2 separate regions of the Triticum aestivum genome follow, and region 1 is linked to region 2. A link is a contact called in public Hi-C data. All regions are on one chromosome and are shown on one strand. Each heading gives the region's core, a stretch centred on a gene start, on an enhancer-like site or on the middle of the called end of the contact. The rest is flanking DNA. Distances are from core to core; before and after follow the strand shown. Region 1 holds the start of LOC123112402 (glucosamine 6-phosphate N-acetyltransferase 1-like). Region 2 holds the start of LOC123112400 (OVARIAN TUMOR DOMAIN-containing deubiquitinating enzyme 4).

Region 1 (3,050 bases), core at 325-2,824, 290 kb before region 2:
TCAGCAGTGCTAGATGTATGTGCAGCTGCAGTCAGTTCCTTTATAATTGCATCCTTCTCTTCACATTCCTTCTGAATGTTATACAACTCTTGTTCTGCTGCCAGTGAACTTAGCTGGATATAATTTACAAGCGTCATCACTAAGAATGATGATAAGAGCACATTTGACATTAGCATAAACAATGCATATGCCATGGAAACATGGAGGTGTATATGACCAGCACAAACTATAATCATAAACGAATATAAACACAAAATAGATACTTCCGCCACGGAAAAGTACATTCTTAGTTACCTGATTGTCCCCGCTTAAATGATTATCCACAGAGGATACGACACTCCAAATGTCTGAGAGATCCGACATCCGGCGCTCCTCATGATCCACAAGACTTACACTAGTCCTATCAACTACATCGCTCTTTGCATCATCCATTCCACAGAAATCCTGCACATTTGTCCAGCATAAGAGAATATAAGGGAGACAAAAGCAACTCTGGGAGCATACTCTTTGTAAACATATACCTTTGTCTTGTAAGGAGTAGCAGCAGTCACCAGCTGTGAGCACGCACAGCATCTGGTTCCCTCCTCATCCATTAGCTTCTTGCTGCTTACCAACTCAACCTTTTCACTCTGGGTGGAAATGAAGCTGTCGCACTTGACATATTGCTGTTGCAGGGAGTGCATCTCGGACAACAGATCATCCAGCTTCTGCTGCATGCTTTGCAGCACCTCATCCTGCACAACGAAAACATTATTTTGTTGTTCACTTGTACTGCTGATTCAACACGCTATTTTTTTTTAAAAAAAATTGCTAGAATACAAATGTGCACCGTCTTAGTGGAGGTGGAGATCTCATATAATAACTCGTTTAAACAGCAGAAACTTATACAGGCACTTGATAGCATTGGGTGGCCACTGTGTATCCAAATAAGATCGAAACGGAAGAGATGAGAAGAAGCAAACCCTGAAATGAATCGATCGCTGGAGCTGCTCGATGCGGCGGGCCGCGTGGGAGCGGGAGGAGGCGGCCGCCACGGTGGCGACGAGGAGGACGCGGTGCATCGGGCTGAAGAGCTCCCACGCCGTCGCCTCGTCCGACGGGAGGCCCGGCGCGGCCGCATCAGCGGACGCCGCCTCCTCGGCGCCGACGAGGCGGCCCTGGAGGGAGACCCACGCGTGGCGCCGCGGGCTCGCCGGCTCACGGAAACGGCTCGAGAGGGCGCATCGGCGCCGGGAGGACGACGAGGAGGAGCGAACGGACACGCGGGACGGAGGCGGCTCCGGGGGCGGGGTCGCCTCGCCGGCGGCGGGGGCGGGGGCGGGGGCGGCGACCATGGAGACGTGACGCGTTTCGATTTTGGGATTTTTCCGGCTGTGTTTGGGGCTTTGGGCGGGTGGCTTCGGGAAAGTGGTTTTCGAAATGCCAAGTTGAAGCGACGTGTGTAACGGGCGAATCTTTGTAGATCCGGCCCATGAGTTCAGTCCCTGTAAAGGCCCAATCAAAATGTAACAGGGCCTGGTACTAACACCAATTGGGCCTTATTTGACGTCCCTCCGTCTCCCAGGCCGAAATAGTCAGACGGCACGCCGATGGAACAACCGCAAGCAGCCATGGCGTCGGAGGCCGGCGCCGGCGTCGACGCCGACGCGTACCGCATCCGGCCGCTCGAGCTCGGCGACCTCTCCAAGGGCTTCTGCGACCTCCTCGCGCAGCTCTCCCCCTCCGCGCCCCTCACCGAGGACTCCTTCCGCTCCCGCTTCGCCGAGCTCGCGGCCCTGGGCGGCGACCACCTCGTCCTCGTCGCCGAGGACGCCGGCACGGGCCGCATCGCCGCCGCGGGGGCGGTTCTCGTGGAGCGCAAGTTCATCCGCCGCTGCGGCACCGTGGGGCACGTGGAGGACGTGGTGGTGGACGCCGCGGCGCGCGGCCGGGGGCTCGGGGAGCGCGTCGTGCGCCGCCTCGTGGAGCACGCGAGTGCGAGGGGGTGCTACAAGGTTATACTGAACTGCACTCCGGAGCTGAGGGGGTTCTACGCCAAGTGCGGATTCATGGAGAAGAACGTCCAGATGGGGCTCTACTTCTGATCTAGGTTCAGCCTTCTCGGATGGATCTCTCCCTGGTGATGTTTTCTAGCTGTTGCCTGTATCTATATCTATGAAACGTGACGGAATAATTTGCGCTTTTATGGTTTGCTCTCAATTAGTTCAAAGATTTATGTTATCTGTCAATCCTTGCTGCTTTTGCATGAACTGGTAGTGATCGATATGGGTTGCACTGATAACTACTACCAGGTCAAAATGTTCCGCATTTTTTGTTATTCTGATGAACACAGCTTGTTGAAGTTGTATTGAGATGATTACATCCAAATATCCAGTCTCAGGCTTGCAGATAATTTTCCCTTGAAAATACTAAAAGTAATCTTGGAACCTCGGGGAAAAAAGTTATGTTGTAACATCATTTTGATTACACGTTTGCATTGGTAAAACAAAGAATACTACGAAATAAGAAAGCAAATCATTTCTAACTGTGTTTGGACACTGGTGAGATTGTAAAAAGGGGAAGGGCTGAATATTTGGGGAGAAGGCGGACTATTTTAGCATCTGTTGAATGTGTGACTTAACAGGACATCGATTTTAGTGAATGAAGATTATTTTTACCAGAAACTCATGGATGGATGTGTTTTATTTTTCGAACTGTTATCTGTCAATCCTTGCAACTGGTATTGTTGGCTACGCATGCTGGAGCCGTATTTTGATATTTCACTTGAAGGTACTAAAAGTAATCTTGGAACAGCAGGAAAAAAAAGTTATGTAACAACATTTTTATTACACATTTGCACTGGGAAGATTAAGAATACACAATAAGAAAGCAAATTATTTTAGCTGTGTTTGGACACTGTTGAGATTGTAAAAAGTGAAATGGCTGAATATTTGAGGAGAAGACAGACTATTTTAGCATCTGTTGAATGTGTGACTTAACAGGACATCGATTTTGGTGAATGAAGATTATTTTAACAGAAACTCATGGACGGTGGAATTAATGTTCACTGC
Region 2 (3,352 bases), core at 572-3,071:
TTCTCTTGATAAACTCATCAGCAACCTAACAATAAAAAAGTTATATAGAAATTTCAGACAGGACTAACCAAGAAAAAAAATCTTCAGTGTTGAGAACAATATTCATCAAAAGTATGACCTCGGCTTTATACATTATAAACATACCAGTGTTCTTAAATCATCAGCGAGCTTCCTTTGAAGATTCTCACTAGGTATGGGTTTCCCTGACCTAATGCACTCACCATGAGCCACAGAACGGAACAAGCATCTACCATCCCCAGGAATGCCTGCAGGTCGTGTGTGACTACATGCATATAGGCATAATGTATATAGAAACAAAATGTTCCACACACTCACCGGTGACAGAATACTCTGTGTAAACTTTCTTCCCATGAGCACAACTAGAGGATGATTTGGAATCAATGTCATTATCCACCGGACCCCCAGCATTTGCTATCCCAGCAACTGTGAAACTCAAGGAAAGTCCAGCGCCTGTACCCCCTATTTTTTGTGCTAAACTTCTCGTCGTTCTCGACTTCCAGCTAATACTAGAAAACCCGTGATGTGAGGCCATATCAAGCTTAGCATGTAGGATACGATCTCTCGCTGATAATCCGTGTTTAGACTGTTGCTCCAAGCAGGCAAAGCATGTCCCATTTTGCAGATGAGATGATGTTGTGCTCTTAGGAGAAAGACTAACTAAACCCATTTTTGTTTGATAACTGACTGCATGTGAGCGAGAATGCTTCCATAAGGCCATGCTCTGTGACAATCCTCCTTGTAACTGGCTAGGCTGAGAATACATGGTATAGGTGCGGCGTTGCAAACATATAGCAGGCGCGCAACGCAGCAGCATCTGCTTCCAGTTGCACCAAGTATAAACTGAAAAACATGTTCGGACGACCAGCTAAGAATTAGTGGGACATGAGAGCATTGATTCATCTCAAATAAAAAATAAGACAACACACCGAAGTAAGAGTAAATTGATCCAAGGTCAGAGAACCATGATGTGCATCATGTGACAGTAGCATCGTTTAAAAGGAGACTAACGTATGTTTCAGAACAGCTACAGATTGCACAACTATGCAATTTTGCTATGAGAAAAATTATCTGCCAGGAGATTGAGAGCATAGAGGCTGACGACCACATTGAGCTTTAGCGAATTGGCATCACTCCTTTTGAGCTTTGACGGCAAAATAACAGGAAGAAAGGTCCCTGTCTGAATATATGAATTTACTAGTTCGAACATACTGAGCACACACATGCCGGAATATGCTATAAAGAAACTGCATACAAGCTAAACCTGTGGACTTCCCAGAATATGATCCTACAATGGAATTCGCCTCCAAAATCATGAACATTTCAGGCACGAGTAGACTTACCAGAAAACAGAGCTCTATGCTACCACTGATCCCTCTAGTCTCATCGTTATGGCAACAACAGCAGACAAGGTCACCTGGACAGTAGACACACTGCAGTTGAGTACTCAAAAAGATCACAGCACCGGAGGCCATGGGCAATCTACGCTTCATACTATCAAGTTCCAGTGCACCTACTACAGTGCAGGGAAGGTACTAGTACAGATTATACTTCGGAGCAGCCCAAATTAGACATCTGAGGGACCGGGAGATTCGCACCTTCAGGCTTGGGTCTCCGGATCGGAGCGAGCTAATCCGGCAGGGGCAGGGGAGATGCGAGGATGGGGCTGCGGCGGGGACGTGGGTAGCAGTGGAAGGGTTGGTGGAAGCCGGAGAAGCTCAGGCTCCGCCACGCAGAGACAGCCAGAGGCAGAGGCGGAGGGGATTGGTCTACTCTCGCCGGATGGAGCCGAGTAGGCGACGATGGCCGTGGGCTCTAGACGGGCCCATAGACAATGGGCCGCTCCGTGCGATTCTATATTGTCGTTACGCTAGTGGGACAGACCCGCACGGCATTTCCTAAACGGCGCCCGTAGCGCCCGTTTTAGGCTTAACGGTACAGGGCGCACACCCCTTTCACCGCACTGGGCCGGCCCACGTTACTTTTTTTAAAGAAACGCAAAAAACAGAGTCCCACGGTTACTCGAACTGGCGATCTCCTTGCTCAGAGTTCGTTGTCACAACCAACCAGCCAGCCTACTTGACGTGTTTACTACTGGCCTTTTTATTCTTATAATCTTTATTTTAATTTGCTGGAATGGTTTTCTTTTTTTTTCGTTTTTGGAACAGTTTTTTCTTTTTCCTTTTTTATTGTAACGGTTTTGTTCATTTTTTCTTTTCTGCAAAATGTGTGAACATTTTCTGCAAAATCGATGAACTTTTCTAACCAAATTCCATGAACTTTTTTCAAAATTGATGAACTTTTTTTCAAATTCAATGAACTTTTTTTGAAAACTAGTGAACTTTTTTAAATTCAATGAACTATTTTCAATATCCAAAATATGTTCAGATTTTTCGAAATTCGTTTGACTTTTCAGAAAATGTTTCTCGAAATTCCAAATTGTGTTCATGTTTTCGAATTTTGTTCATGTTTCAAAAATAGTTCTGAATTCCAAATTTTTGTTAACCGTATTAAAGAAAAATGTTCACCATACATTGGAAAAATGTTCAGTGTGTATAAAATATGTTCATCATGTATAGAAATTTTGTTCAGCATGCATTCAAAAGGAGTTCATCGTATTTAAAAAAAAGTTCTACGTGTATTTGAATATTGTTCACTATACATTGAAAAAATGTTCAGTGTGTATTAAAAATGTTCATTGTGTAGAGAAATTTTGTTCAGCATGTATTCAAAAAAAGTTCAGCGTATTTTAAAAAAATGTTCAGTGTTCTTTGAATAATGTTCACCCTATACTAAGAAAATGTTCAATGTGTATTCAGAACTATTTTTTAATACGCGGACCTTTTTTTGCATGCCCAAGAACTCCATCCGTAATATTTGAACATATTTTCAATAATTGAAATGTATAAATGCCACAGTGTATTGTGCAATAAATAGCGCGTCTATTTGCTGTTTATTTAAATTTCGCGGTGGGAATATCCGCTAGCAGTTAGGTGGTGCAGTGGCTAGCCTCACCGTGTGGAATCGGGAGGGCGCGAGTGTCATTTTTCTCGTTGCTTTTTTGCGTGATTGTGGGCCGGCCCATCCAAGCGCTGCTGCGGGCGCCAGATCCTTGCGCGGCGCTGAAGGCGCCCTATAGGAGTCCCCGACCCGCACGCTGCCACGAAAAAAAAACAAAAACAGAGTTTTGTTTTGTTAAAAAAAACGTAAACGGAGTTTCGCCTTTTCTCAAATCAAATCTCAGAAAAGAAAAAGGAAACGTGAACAGAGTTTCGTAGGGGGTTTTGGACTTTGGTTTAGCAGCGCGTTTTGCTCTTCGTGCGGACAGTGGACG

The links. Hi-C and Micro-C count contacts between places; a contact is called where the count stands out from the background.
Region 1: a Hi-C map of leaf shows a contact between it and region 2, with 5 times the contacts expected there. The contact joins the promoter of LOC123112402 here to the promoter of LOC123112400 in region 2. A contact is called at or near these places in 4 of 5 Hi-C or Micro-C datasets (leaf, root and an unstated tissue) and 1 of 1 datasets of contacts at active chromatin or transcription factors (leaf).

The regions. Positions count from the first base shown.
Region 1 is chr5B:451,613,115-451,616,164 of IWGSC CS RefSeq v2.1, reverse strand. LOC123112402 (glucosamine 6-phosphate N-acetyltransferase 1-like) reads left to right here and starts at 1,574. Exons shown (of 1, transcript XM_044533380.1): 1 at 1,574-2,341. The coding sequence starts at 1,590. The coding sequence ends at 2,084. LOC123116405 reads right to left here and starts at 1,396. Exons shown (of 7, transcript XM_044537369.1): 1 at 963-1,396; 2 at 522-734; 3 at 295-444; 4 at 1-113. The coding sequence starts at 1,334.
Region 2 is chr5B:451,319,342-451,322,693 of IWGSC CS RefSeq v2.1, reverse strand. It overlaps LOC123112400 (OVARIAN TUMOR DOMAIN-containing deubiquitinating enzyme 4), which reads right to left and starts at 1,821. Exons shown (of 8, transcript XM_044533377.1): 1 at 1,617-1,821; 2 at 1,362-1,435; 3 at 337-861; 4 at 145-266; 5 at 1-25. The coding sequence starts at 835.